Linked DNA regions of Oryza sativa: region 1 is linked to region 2. Evidence: chromatin contacts called from public HiCAR-type data. All regions are on one chromosome and are shown on one strand. The core of a region is the stretch at or near the end of the contact, and the rest is flanking DNA. Distances in the headings are between cores, read along the strand shown. Region 1 holds the start of LOC4339338 (serine/threonine/tyrosine-protein kinase HT1). Region 2 holds the start of LOC4339327 (probable alpha,alpha-trehalose-phosphate synthase [UDP-forming] 7).

Region 1 (7,109 bases), core at 3,816-6,315, 130 kb before region 2:
GAGCGGGTCGCGCCGCCCGGCAACGCCGGCGGCGCCGGCGACGCGGTGGCGGTCGGGTCGCCGTCGTCGCCGCTGTCGCCGGGGATGACGAACAGGCAGATGCAGCCCAAGTTCAGGGCGTCCATGCTCACGCTCGACTTCGGCGGCCGGACCGCCGTGGAGGTCGTGTGAGCTAGCGATCGATGGGTGAGAAGTTGAGAAGATTGTTTTGATTTTGAATTTTTTGTTTTTTTTTTTGGTATGTGCACGCGTGGTTTTGACCTTGTTTTGACTTCTGAAGAACAAGGCACGGAGCAGCTAGGCTCTGAAATTGTGAGGATTATGTAATGATGAGGATATATAGCTTGGCCATTTTGGTAAATATTTTATATTGAAGAAATTTAATAGGGAAAAAAGAGGAAAGGCAATGCATATTTTTCCCTGTGGAGCTAATAAAAGAGGAAAGGCCATTTCCAAGTATTATTCTTTTGTGGAAACTTTATGAGTATTAACATTGAGCACAAGAAATCTTATTGTTTTCTTAGCGAAGAGGATTAGACCTTAGAGATAAGGGATCAAGATCCTCTGCAATCAAATGTACGGTGCCTTTGTTACTGACATGTGAGCCCAGAGATCATTGGGCCCATATGTCATGTGACAAAGGCTGCAGAGGATACTAATCCAAGGATCCAAGGACAAGATGTATGAGTAATAGCTTTTGGCCCAAAATTTCACGATATATTTGTTTTGAGAGAGAATTTCATGAGTTACATACATACATTGGTGAAAACATTTAGCAGTTAGCAGTTGGCCCAAAACACATAAACATTAGCCCTTGGTCCAAAATTTCGTTAGTTGTAACTTTGGGAAAAATGCATGAATATTAGTCTTTGGACCATTTACACGTGTATGCAAGTCTTTGGATGAATAACACGTCAATATTAGCCCCTCGGCCTAAAAAAGCATGAGCAATAAATAGCCTTCAACCAGATGCTACAAGATTGCTACCTCAATGCACAAAATGATTCATCCCCACCCGCCGGGAACTAAGACTCCATTGGTTGGTTGCAGGCAAAATTACTAAGCCAAACAAGAATGAACTGTCCACTAAAAAAATGTGCGGAGTTTATACACCAAGAAGAACCTTATGATTTACAGAGACATCTAGCAGATGCTACGATATTTATGGAAGAGAGGAATGCATATAATTACAATAACTTTGGCGGTGGAGGTCCGGAGAAATCGGCCTGACTGTACGAGAGTCTTTGGATCCAATTGGACAGTCTCTTCTTGTTCTGATCAGGAGGTTCCTGGCAGTTGGTGCTTGGGATCTTGTCAAGCGTTCCATCTCTATCCAGGGCCTCCTTGAGATTTTTGAGGATCTGAACTACTTGGGAAAACTCAGGTCTCTTCTCTGGTTGACAAGACCAACATTGCTCGATCAAAAGTCGAAGTTGCGCCGGACAGCTTGAAGGAACAACTGGTCTTAAGTTCTGAAATGGGGACATATGTCTTGTCATGAAAAGAAAAAAGGAAACTCAAAAACAGTTTGCGCGCATAAGAGAAGACAGCTCGGAGGAATAACTGGTCTTAAGTTCTGAAATGGGGACATATGTCTTGACATGAAAAGAAAAAAGGAAACTCAAAACAGTTTGCGCGCATAAGAGAAGACAGCTCGGAGGAATAACTGGTCTTAAGTTCTGAAATGGGGACATATGTCTTGTCATGAAAAGAAAAAAGGAAACTCAAAACAGTTTGCGCGCATAAGAGAAGACAGCTCGGAGGAATAACTGGTCTTAAGTTCTGAAATGGGGATATATGTCTTGTCTGAAAAAAGGGAAACTCAAAACAGTTTGCCAGCATAAGAGAAGTAACGAAAAATATGCATTACCAAAACATGGCTATCAATATAAGAATTGCTGTGTGTAAAGTGGTTGTTTCATAAGGAGAACTGCTTCTAAGTTTGAACGGAGCAAATTGCTAAGTCCTGGACATGAGGATTGAGGAACTAGAAAAGAAAATACCTTATTAACAACTGCAAAAGCTGCCTGCAATGGAGTCATCTCTTCATAAGGGATCGAGCCACTAAACAATTCCCACAATACGAGGCCAAAACTGTAGACGTCAACCTTCCGACCATATGGTTTGCGCTTATACATCTCTGGTGCCATCCATCTGTAAGTACCTGGGTCATCTTCCAATGAGTTGCAGTATACTTCTTCACAAGCCACTCCAAAATCAACAACCTTTGCACAACATTCTCCATCAAACAAGATGTTCTCAGGTTTCACATCACGATGGATTACTCTTTGCGAGTGAATGTACTCCAAACCATGTGCAATATCCAAAGCAATGCAAATGATCTTCTCCAAAGGAAGCTTTTGGCGCTGGAGCTTGCGCAAAAAAGCTCTCAAAGACCCCCCGCACAGGAACTCAGTGATGACACAAAAGACCGGTGGAGCATTACATGCCCCAATCAGCTAAACAAAAAAAAAAGGATTAAAAAAATGTCTTTCTTGTAGCATATTACATGAGACCTAAAGAATCAACATGGTTAATAAACTGCAGGAGCAATCTAGACAACACAATGAAAATGCTTTGGGTTCTTTTATTCTGAATAATTCTAAGGTTACATATAAAATTGAGCGTCTCCACCAGAGTATGTCATGTATTTGAGCCATTTGATAAATATGATAACATTGCTTCAGCTGAAAGCTAAAGCAGTAGGTAGATAATTGATTTAAAATTGATAGCATATACCTCTCATATACTTAGTAATCACAATCGCATAACAATAGACATATTCCTCGTATATGTCCTTTGGCTCTGGTAAAATATTGAGTGTATATGTTAAAAGGGTCATATTGCCAAAAGAAAGGTACAGAAGTGTAAATGTTATGGATCACATGAATTATATTCTAATTATGAACAGTTCTATGAATAAATAGATAGAGCAGCAGAGATTACACAATGTTGTAGCCCTGTAGCATGCGCTTCTTCAAAGAAAGAAATAGAATACCAGACAAAATTTTAAATTGGAATTCGTGTAATTACCTTAATGACATTGCGATGATGGAGCCGAGCCAGAATGGTTACTTCAGCAGTGAATTGCTTCTCAAGTTTAGCAGCCAATTCTGCATCTTCTTCTTCATCAGGCTGCCTGATAAATTTGACAGCAACTGGCTGCTCCTTGTAAATTCCATGGAACAAACGACTATATGCCCCTGATGCAAATCTTTGACCAATGAGTAACTGTGAGCGGTCAATTGTCCATCTCTCAAGTATATCCAATGCAACAGCCTTGGCCACTCCATTGTCATAGTTCCTTGGCCAGGACGAGGCCCTCCTAGCTTTCAAGTTACCCGGTGTTCTCATTGAAGGAAAGCCAAACCGGGGACTATCATCGGGTGAACGTGGTGAATGTGGAGAACTAGATTTCCTTTGCCGCTGTGGGCTAGAGAACCTCTTAGTGGCAGCTTTGGCCTCCTTAAAAACTTCAGAGATGACACGGGTCGGCATTGGGGATTTCGCTCTCCTCCTCGGCTTCGATCCCTCTCCAACAATCTTAACAGACGTACTATGTATTTTGGAATCACCAAACGTAGTTGTATCCTTCGAATAGAAAGGAGCTGGACTCGAGCATACTCTCAGCAACCTTAAACTTTGCTCTTCTGAGTGGAAAGAGAAGTCAAGCGTGTCTGAACTGTCATCCTGAACTGTCCGATCCAGAATTGGACAAGAAATATCCAGGCTAAGGCCTTCTCCTTTATGCCCAACCTTGCGATCCTTCTCTTTCGATGCTTCTCGCAACGAGCCATCACTAATTTTCCCCCGTTGTTTCAATTCACCATCTGAAAACTTAGCTTTCAGCTTCCGCTCTGCCTGTGAAACTGGTGATTTCGCCAACGGGATTGAAGGCCTAGGTGACTTTGAGACTGCTCCTTTTGCCCTCGGCTGTAAATTATGTCCATGAATCATGAGCTCTCCACTGAATCCTTTCTGCCTCCATGCAGTGGAACTGTCAAACGGATCAAGGAATGCACCAAACTGCTCCCTGCCAGAGTTGGATTTAACAATGGAGTGCGAGAACTTGGTGCGCCGCACCCAGGAGTAGTCATCATCATCCATCTCCCAATGAATGAAGATCGATCTCAAGCCAACCAAATCCGTGAACAAACCCGCAAACTTGCAAAGGGAACTGAATCAACCAGAGGAATCCCAAATGAGACGCTATTATGAACTCACTACGAAAATTATCCCCAAACCATCCGGCACAAGGATACTGATTTGACACCTTCACGAGGGGATAGGAAACCTCCGATCGTTGCAGCCAGCTCGATTGACCCAGCCTGAAGCGGCATTCGATCAGATTCCATCAATCGCCACCGCCTCCTCCTCCTCCTGAATCCATCAACAAAGCAAGCAAAAAAAAAAAACCCTCAATACCATAAATCAAAAACATAAAAAAATCGCCCCTCTTTTCGCATCGTGAGCTTTCAAGAGCGACGGAATCTTACACCAAACAACAGGAAAACGACAGGCCAATCTCTCAAAGCGGATGGGTTTGGCATAAAAAGGCAGCGACCAAACAAGCGCGGCCGCCGAACACCGTGTCTCGGCGAGAGCGGAAAGACGAGCGGCGGGCGAGCAGGAATCAAAGGGAGGGAAGGCGAGAGGACGCAATCTCTCCGGCGGCTACCCGGGATTCAAAGCTTCGCTCACGCCAACCTCCATACCCCTGATGTGATGTCTATTCTACAGATCAGATCGGATCAAATCAAATCGAAATGAACGGCAAATCAAATTGGCCCCCCGCCCTCCCGATCAAAAAGGCCAAAATACCAAACCGAGGCAGAGAATCAAGAGCACGGGGAGGACGAGGAAAAATATACTACCTCGAAAAGGTTGGAGGGGAAAGAATGTAGTAGGCGAACGCACGCGCGCGCGCGCGAGCTCTCTCACTCACGGGAAAAAGGCCGGAAGACGGAGGCGTTTTTGTGATCGCTCACGCGCGCTGCGGCATCGTCGTCGTCGTCGTGGTGTGGTGATGGTGGGATGCGTGGAACTGCGAACCTCGCGTCATCTCAGTGGTGGTGGTGGTGGTGGTGGGATCAAAGTACAGCCGAGGCGTACGAGTAGTAGGATTGTACGGTCAGTACACCACTTGCCGCTTTGTATATTCGCCAATAATTTGAGGAGGCGACGACTTGGGGTTGGGGCGGTATGCGAGGCCGATTCCAAACTTTTCAATTTTTTCATCACGTTAAAATTATTCTACACATATAAACTTTTAATTTTTTCATCACATCGTTTTAATTTTAACTAAATTTTTAACACACCTTTTGCGAAGGGATTTCAGACGAGTCCAAACCGGAGTTGTTTGGCGTGTCCGCGTGTGGGAGGTGTGGGGGATGGGATGGGATGTTGCCGCGACGACGCCTCCTCCTCCTCCTCCTCGGCTCCTCCCGGTTGTTACGTCGGCGTCGCCGTGGGCCTCGGGCGCGGCAAGTGGAGTCGCGTCTCATTGGCGTGGATTGGATTGGCTTGGCTTGGCTTGGGCGACCTCACGTCACGCGCTTGACCGCGAAACCGAACGGCCCCTGCCCCAACCGCTACGAGACGCGACAGACCGCACAGGCGCACAGCGTGTGCCAAATCTCCCCGTGTCGCGCGTGCCAAATCGGCGACGGCGAGCGTGTGGCAACGAGAGTTACGCGGTCGTGGAGGAGTACGTTTGTACCTGTACCGATTGTACAAGCGGTGGGTGTGGGCTGCATGCCGGTTTGTTATATGGGCCGTAACCGGGCTGTTTATGCTTGGTTTTCCTGTGGGCCTCGTTCGGGAGGTTTGGCCCAACTATTCGGCTCTCCTTTCGTTTGGCTGCTCGTGTTTCTATGGCTCATAATTCGCATAGGTGTGCAAATTCATACTACTCCATAATCATAAAAGTCGTTTAGGAAAATGTTTAAGTCAAACCTTAAAAATATAAATCATGAATAACTCTTAAGTTGTTGCGTTTGAAAATGTAGAAATTATATGTATAGATTTGTCTTGAAAAATACTTTCATAAAAGTATACATATATCACTTTTCAATAAATATTTTTATAGAAATAGTCAAAGTTGTGTTTTGGAGACCGTGTCGCTGTCCTAAACGACTTTACGAGTATGGAGGGAGTACTGAATATGCTATCATCTAAAATCATAGTACTGACTTCTCAAACCTCTCAGGAAAGGAAAAAGTCCACTTTAACTCCCTTAATTATCGGCGGAATCTAATTCATAACCCTCAACCGCAAAATCGGATAAGACGACTCCCCGAATTATTGAAACCGGTGCAATTTGACTCCCCCAGCGGTTTTGAAGGGCGGTTTTGCTAATGTGGCACTGGCATGTCGATGTTGATCTAGTCTTCGTCACGTGGCGTTTAAGTGGCATTCAAATTAAAAAATATATATGTGGGACCTGTCTGTCATTCACACACAGAAATATATTATGGGGCCCACATGTCATCCTCTCTTTCTTTCTCTTCTTTTCTCCGGTTTGCAGGGGCGAGAGCTGGACAAGCGGCGGCGGCAGGCAAGCGACACTAGGGCGGCAGCGGTCGAGGGAGTGGTCGGCGGAGGGGCCAGATCTTCCTCCTCCATCTCTCTCCCTCATCTCTTTCTCCCCAGTTTGTGTGGTCGGCAGGAATGGTCGGCGGCGGCCGGATGACGACGGGGCGGCCGACGGCTGACGCCTCCGCCATGCCGTGCAGCAGCCGACCAACCTCGTCGCAGCGCACCGGCAGGAACGCCCTCACCGCGCACGGCGACGACACCACCACGACGCCGCAGGTGCCCATCTTGAGGTACACATGACGGGCCTGTACTTGCGCGCTAGCGACGCCAGGTCGGCGTGCGAGGCCAGGCCGACGAGCGGCAGCGCGCCGAGGACGGGGACGCCTGGGGGTCCCGGGGGAGGCGGTGGCCGCCGCTGGGGAAGGGTGGGCGGTAGGAGTGGAGGGAGAGGTGGAGGAGGAGGCAGAGGAAGGCGGCGGAGAGCACGATGAGGCGGGGCGGCAACGGCGCCATGGGGAGGGACGGGCGAGGACATCGATGACTCACGGGGGGAGAGAAAGAGAGGCGGCGAG
Region 2 (7,402 bases), core at 2,488-4,987:
ACCCTGCAGCACAAAGGAGTTTGAAGGAATAAATGAGGAATGCACACCAATGCATATATTACAAATGAAAAGCCTGGAGCAGGTGAAGTTAAACTGTTAAGTGACATGTATAGCATTAAACCATAAAGGCCAACATAGGAAGTGTTCCATTGCAATTCACAAATTCTGTTTTAAACATGGAGACAATATAAAACAGCATTGTTTTAGTTATGATATCAGATATCTTGCATTTTGTCCAACAATAAGTCTACACCAGAATGCAAGGTGAACTGAAATTGAAAAGGCATAACAACAGGGTAAAGAAAATGTGAAGCCAACATATCTGCATCCATCATGATCACCCTGTAGCTCTATACCGTAATGGAAAAAAAAAACGGTTTGTACGATTGATGCAAAAGAATTAGCTGGATCTCGAGGAGCATCATATAAATGAGAATTAAATAGTCAGGTTATTTGGTACAGAAACTGTTCTCCACAAAAGGCACAAAAATATGTGGTTTCATGATCAGAATAACAATGTACTTGTGAAAGGAATGTAAGAGATCAAGATAATGTACCTGAGGTTTGACTTCAACAATGAATTGGCCACTCTTGACTGAGACTGGTTCATTTGCTAATACACTTTCCAAGTGATCAAGCATTTCCTTTGCCTGGGAAGAGCCAAAACCTTGGTCAGCATCCTGATGGTGCCACACCAGTGCAGTTTCTTTAGTCTCAATGGTGGATCCGTCAGTTGATTCAGTATAAAGATCCATCACTGGCTTCGCCATTTGCATCCATCCAAAATCTGAGGTCTGTGCAGTGGTTTGCCATTCTTCATCTCTAGTCCACCTACATATTGAAAGAAATCATTCCATCATCCGTTTTTTTCGTAATTTCAAGAGGGAATCAGATGGGACTTCACTTATCATCAATGTCCTTGGCTACTCCCTGTCCCAAAATTTAGCAACCAAGTACTAAATTAAACACAACCTATAGTAGGAATCTAAACTCTACTAGGTTGTGTCTAATCTAGTACTCCCTCCATCCCAGAATATAAGAAGTTTTAGAGTTGGACACGGTTATTAAGAAAGTAGGTAGAAGTGAATGATGGAGGGTTGTGATTGGATGAGTAATGGAGGTAGGTGGGAAAAGTGAATGGTGGAGGGTTGTGATTGGTTAGGAAGAGAATGTTGGTGTAGAAGTTGTTATATTTCAGGACAAATCCTGAGAGTTAAAAGTTGTTATATTTTGGGACAGAGGGAGTACTAGGTTGCTATATTTTGGGACAGAGGGAGTAATAAAAACACAAGCCCAAATTAACAGTTAAGAAGCACCTATAAATATTTGCTGATGCCATGGACTTTTACATAAAAGTAAGATCAGGATCTGCTACGCAAGTTCTAAAGATAAAATGCCCTCCATTCTGATAACATAAATTGTTATTAGCTCAGAATCGTATTTTGAAAAGGTGCATGTGGCACGCTTTATGCTAGTGCATAATGCAAGACTTTCTAGTATATATGGTAAAGTGCAGATTCTATTTTAGGAAAAAAGTGCAGATTGTACTGGCAATGAAAAGAAAGCTGACTACGGTTAAGGAATTGTACCTTAAGAAGTAGCCATGCTCTGCGGCAATGCCTAGCTTTGGACATGAGATAAGCTTTTTGCTCAAGTCATCCTTGCTTCTCCCGCTGACAATGAACACGGTGTTATTTCTATCTGCGCATAGGGTATTAATGATCCTCAGTAATTCTTCACTTGGATTCTTGTTGAGCGAAGCCTGTGGCACCAATGTGCCATCATAGTCGAGAAATATAGCCCTACTCTTTGATCTCTCATAGGACATTATAATTGAATCGAAATTAAGCTTTGTGAAATGTGGGTCTAGGGCTACCACCCTGAAGCCAAATCCCAATCCAATGCCCCAGCATGGTTTCCTAAAGTGATCCTTGCAAGCCCTCTCCAGGTCCTGTACAAAGCTCTTAGACCAATATGCAACATCATGGGTGCTGACATAACGGTAATGTTTTTCGTGCCTCAGCTGCTTTTCACGCTCTGACATTGAGATGGCCTCATTCAGTGCCTCTGCAGTTGCCTCGATATTCCACGGGTTAACACGAATGGCTCCACTCAGTGAAGGTGAGCAACCAATAAACTCCGACACAACCAACATGCTCTTCTTTGGTCCACTCACCTCTGGTGCACACTCAGAGCCAGGTATCCCCTCCCGGCAGACAATGTATTCATATGGGGTCAAATTCATCCCATCCCTCACAGCCGTCACCACAACACACTCAGCAACCGTATAATATGCAAGCCTCACCGCACTTGGCACGCTCTGGTCAATGAAAATCACTGGACTGTAACCTGACTGGCCAAACTCCTTGTTAATTCTATCACAACTCTCCCGAATCTCAGCCTGGACAGCCTCCAGATCCTTTCCCTTCCCTCGTGCTGGGTTTGCAATCTGCACCAACACAGCTCTTCCCTTCCACTTGGGATGCGTCCTCAGCATATTCTCAAACGCAAGAAGTTTTAAGTTGATTCCCTTGAAGATATCCATATCATCCACACCAAGTAACACGGACTTGCCCTCGAATTGCTGCCGCAGCTCAGCAACCTTCTTTTCTTTCTCGGACAATCGCAACACTGATTGCAATTGACCCATATGGATTCCCACTGGCATGATCTTGATTCCAACAGTGCGGCCAAAGTAATCCAATCCAATGTATCCACGCTTTGACTGGTACTCTATCCCCAGCATCCTACTACAGCAAGATAGGAAGTGCCTCGCATAATCGAATGTGTGGAATCCAATGAGATCGCAATTAAGCAGCGTTCTTAGGATCTCCTCTCGGACGGGCAGCGAGCGGTAGATCTCCGATGAGGGAAAGGGGCTGTGGAGGAAGAACCCGATGCGGAGGCGATTGAAGCGGCGGCGGAGGAAGGTGGGCAGCGCCATGAGGTGGTAATCGTGGACCCAAACGTAGTCGTCCTCCGGGTTGATGACCTCGACCACCTTCTCGAAGAAGTATTTGTTGGCGAGCACGTAGGCCTCCCACGCGCCGCGGTCAAACCGGCCATCGCCGGATGCGGCCGCCGGCAAGGCGGAGGCGAAGGGGAGCATGTAGTGGAACAGCGGCCATAGGTAACCCTTGCAGAAGTGCTGGTAGAATCGGTCGTAGAGCCCCGCGGGGAGGAACACGGGTGCGCATCCGAATCCATCGATGAGGCTCTGCGACACCTCGTCCTGCTCGCAGGCGGGCACGTCGGCGCGGAGCGTGCCGATGAAGAGCACCTCCATCTCGTCGGGGACGCCGTCGCGGAGGCGGAGGAGGAGCGAGTCGTCGTCCCACGAGAACGCCCACCCCCCCGCCGCGGCGCCCGGCCTCCGCCGCGCCACCACGGGGAGCTGGTTCGCCACGACGATGAGGCGCTCGCACGCCGCCGACGAGGGCACGTCGGAGGCGACGCTGCTCGTCGCCGCCGGCTCGTCGTCCTCGTCGTCCAGCTCCGACAGCGTCCCGGGCACCGTCATCACCCGCGTCATCCGCTTCGCCCCGAACGACCTCCTCCTCCCTCCCCCCGCCGGCCCCAGCGCCTCGAAGTTCCCCGCCGCGAGGTCCAGCAGGTTCGTGTACGACCTCGACATCATGGCTGAAACCCTAGCCCTCTCTCCCGATCCAAACCCTAGCTCTCCTCCTCCTCCTCCTCCTCCGCGTCTTTGATCTGATCTACTCCCTTTTTCGCGTTTCGAGTTCGTAAGAAGAAGAGAAGAAAAAAAAAATGGAGGAGGCGAGCGAGCGAGCGGCGAGGAAGACGAGCCCGCACAACACACGCGCACACACGCGGTATATTCCTCTCCCTCGGGGCGGGTGGACCCGGTCCACGGCGCCTCCCCCCGTAGACCCACCGACAGTGCGGGGCCCCGCATGCCGGTGAGCCGCTGGGTCCACCGTGGACCGGGCCTAGGGAGGTGATGCTGCATCGGGAAAAGAGGATAAGGTAGTGGGGAGGGGGGAGGGGGGGCGCCCCCACACCCCGGTGCCAGCTGGCGTCACGCTGCCACCTGACACCGCGGGGCCCACCGGATGGACGTACGGGATAGCGTTCGGTCGGGGTGGGGCCCACGCGATGGACGGACGAGGTGGACCGAGCAACCCATCCATACCTACAGTGGGGGGAGGGGTATTTTGGGAAATTCCTCACGAGAGGCTTTGAATTGAATTGCCCGGCGGTTTATGAGAGGTCTGGGTCGTCCTTTTCTTCTTTCTTCCCCCGGGTGAACGAACGAACGCCAAACAACAGCAGCAAAACGAGGGGCGCTTTTGCAGGGCGTGAAACACGTGTCCGGTAGCGGTGGGTGCCACGTCATATGTTGTTAAGCGTATCCATTGCGATTCGAAATTTTGGAATGCGATGAATTGGTTCGAATTTCAAGTATTAACACAAGCAAAAAATTATCGCAGAATATTATTAAGTGGTATGGATTTAAGCCCTAGTTAGGTTGTGTTCGAGAACCTCTCTCCGGGCATGGAAAACAGCGTTGCCCATTAATATGTGATCAATTAAGTATTATTAATTAATAAAAACTTAAAAGTAATATGATTTTAAAAGCAACTTTTCTATAGAAGATTTTTGTAAAAAAAAAACACATCGTTTAACAGTTCGACAAATAATGGAGTAGAAGTTGGAAAAGTGGAAGAAAGAATACAGCCTTATAGTAAAGTAGCGAGTAAAGTAGCTTCTGCCCAGTTATAACTTCTTCCAAAATCTCTCACGTATAATAAAAAAATACTCTCATAACAGAAATAATATTTGAGAAAATGTTTCACCATAGCCTAATTATTGGAAAACCTTATCCACATTTCTTGAAAAGAAAAAACAACTCCTTATCCACATTAATTGCATGGTTGACTCATCGAGGCCACGTGGGCCGTCCTCAAGCTGTCTGCCGCAGATGACGTGGATGACCACGACCGTCCACGCCACGCCAGCCGCTTGCCTAGTAAGCGTCTAGTCAGCACACCATCCCTAACCAAGACAGCGTTGTGTTTTCCTTTCGTTTTTCTTTTCCACCTTTCAAGACAGCGTTGCTAATACTCTCCTCATCCTCCATGACAGCAGGTACAACAGCAGAATATTAGCCAGCTATAAACATATTTTAATGAGATAGAAGATGAGAGAGAAGAGTAACGGGCTACAGATCTGTAGTCAGCTGCAACACGGACTTCAAGACGCAGTATATGTATAATAGGTGAGACCATATATTAATAGTATAGTAAGCAACTATTGTATAAATTGGCTATTAGATTGGTTATAGCTGAATTGAAGCTAGTAGTAGGCTATACTATTGAACTTGCTCTAACAGTCAAGCATCCAAAAAAAAAAAAAAGAGGATAAGAAGAAAGCAAAGCTTGATGTGCAATTAAGGGCGTGAGGTGCACCGACCACCTAACCAACTCCTCGTTGCAATTTCAGCAACAATTTCAGAAGCAGCATATCCCCTCGATTTTATTCGGATAACGTGAAAAGCTAATGCCTTTCTTTCTTTCCTTTTCTCTCCCTGACCTACATATCCAAATATCCAATGGTTTGTGTAGCGGCAACTTGGCCGATTCGAGAATAAAATGTGATGGCCCAGTTGGCCATGAAGACAATGGCAACTTGCATTGCATGAGTACTAGTCAAGGTTTTTTTTTTAAAAAAAAATAGTTTTTCTTGGCTGGAATCTGTCTCTCAATTGCTGCATCATGAGAGGAAGGATCAGTGGGGGCCAGTTTCTCGTTGGCCTCGGTGTTGCTGCAGCAGTATGATATTGTTTGTTGTCTCTGAAGATTGTGTGTCCTTTTGGTTTAGTATAATAGTATTAGATCTACAGCATGCACCGTCTCTCCAAAGTGCTTTTTAGCTTTGGTTAGTACTAGAGCCTAAGCAAAGCTGGTTTGTTATATTATGAAGCAAAGTTTTATTTCTCTCTCTCTTGGCTGTATTTTTTTGCTTCTGAAGTTAAAAATGCCACCTTTTCTCTGAATATCTTATATGGTCTGTATGTGGATGAGAAGAAGTCAAGGCTTGCACTGTCCATTTGGATTTGGGAAGAACCTCATCACCAGGGCCTGATTAAGATGTGTGCTTTGTCATTTGGGCACCATCTTAATCAGCAAAAAGCAGTGCATGATGGTCGCTAGTGATGATGGTGAGTGCGTCTGGCTTTAGTTGACACTTGCAGCAAGCAGAGTTGACAGTTACACTCATCCATAATATTGCAGATGTGGATTAGGATCGCTTTGAGGGTGGTTCCACTTTGAATACTGGAATTCGATTTTTTGGAGGGACCACAGATAGTATTCTCCCCTTTTGTCTCCTCTTTGCATTTCAATTTTCTTTTCAGATATGCCAGGACAGTAATCACCACTGTTTTTTCCTCCTCCTCTTTCAAGTTTGAAACATGGCTGCAGTGCTGCACGGTTTGAACTTCAGGTTTATCTGGTAAAGATCAAATGGTGAACTGAAAACAGTAGGTTTCCATCTTGTTCAGGCAGAGCTGTGTTTATAAACTTCAGAATCTGTATTACTCCTGGTCGAGGTAGAAGTTGATACTTGGAAATTGGAATCATAAACAGATGATTGATATTCTCGTTGTTTATACACAGGACAAGCTACAGGTTTTTGCAGAATTAAAATGCATACGAATGCAAAGAGAATTTGTCCTCTGCTTGCAAGAGGCCAATGATATACTGTAGGAGAAGACCAACAAAAAGATCCCTGTAAGAGATTCTGGGCAATGTTCAGAGTTCAGAGACTTGCAAACTCTCAGATGATGGACAGTGTCATCGACCATAACCCGGTCAGAATGTCTCTATACCAATTTTAGTATTCTGCACAAATCTGACGACGTGATATATATCATAATCGAGCTGAAAAGATTGGCATTGGGTAGCTACAAACAGCAACTTGACAGGCTATAATAATCTCATACTATACTCCTACTTGAAAAGGATTCAAAAGATTGCTTCTTTATACTGTACTGATGATGATAGAACTGTACCTAGCTAGCCACAGTATAGAATTCAGTCTAGGTTCTTCAGACTTGCCAATGGCTAGAACAAGAATAAAAACAGAGACACCTTTTGAACTGAAGAAGCAACCATCAAAATAAAAAGGCTCGTGAATTACGGTATCTTGGATGGCATCGTACAGGACATACAGTACATGCTCGATCTCAGCAAAGAGTGCACCCAAGTTGTCCATTTGGAGTCGCATGTAGCTACCCCTGGACCAACCAATATGCTCCTACAAATGCTAATTACTAGTACTTATAATGTAATCACCTGCCGTACAAACCGGTTCAAAATCTTAACTTTCACCGTGCTAACAACGCTTCACACGACAAATTTTCAGCTGTCAAACACTCACA

Evidence for each region. HiCAR-type assays count read pairs that join an accessible place to other places.
Region 1: a HiCAR-type map of leaf shows a contact between it and region 2, with 2.2 times the contacts expected there. The contact joins the promoter of LOC4339338 here to the promoter of LOC4339327 in region 2. A contact is called at or near these places in 1 of 15 Hi-C or Micro-C datasets (seedling) and 1 of 4 datasets of contacts at active chromatin or transcription factors (leaf).

The regions. Positions count from the first base shown.
Region 1 is chr5:25,887,699-25,894,807 of ASM3414082v1, reverse strand. It overlaps LOC4339338 (serine/threonine/tyrosine-protein kinase HT1), which reads right to left and starts at 5,065. Exons shown (of 5, transcript XM_066310802.1): 1 at 4,946-5,065; 2 at 4,274-4,380; 3 at 3,034-4,177; 4 at 2,004-2,459; 5 at 1,061-1,472. The coding sequence starts at 4,107. The coding sequence ends at 1,188. LOC4339339 reads left to right here. Exons shown (of 3, transcript XM_015784264.3): 3 at 1-463. The coding sequence ends at 171.
Region 2 is chr5:25,754,998-25,762,399 of ASM3414082v1, reverse strand. LOC4339327 (probable alpha,alpha-trehalose-phosphate synthase [UDP-forming] 7) reads right to left here and starts at 3,737. Exons shown (of 3, transcript XM_015784527.2): 1 at 1,590-3,737; 2 at 558-831; 3 at 1-3. The coding sequence starts at 3,637.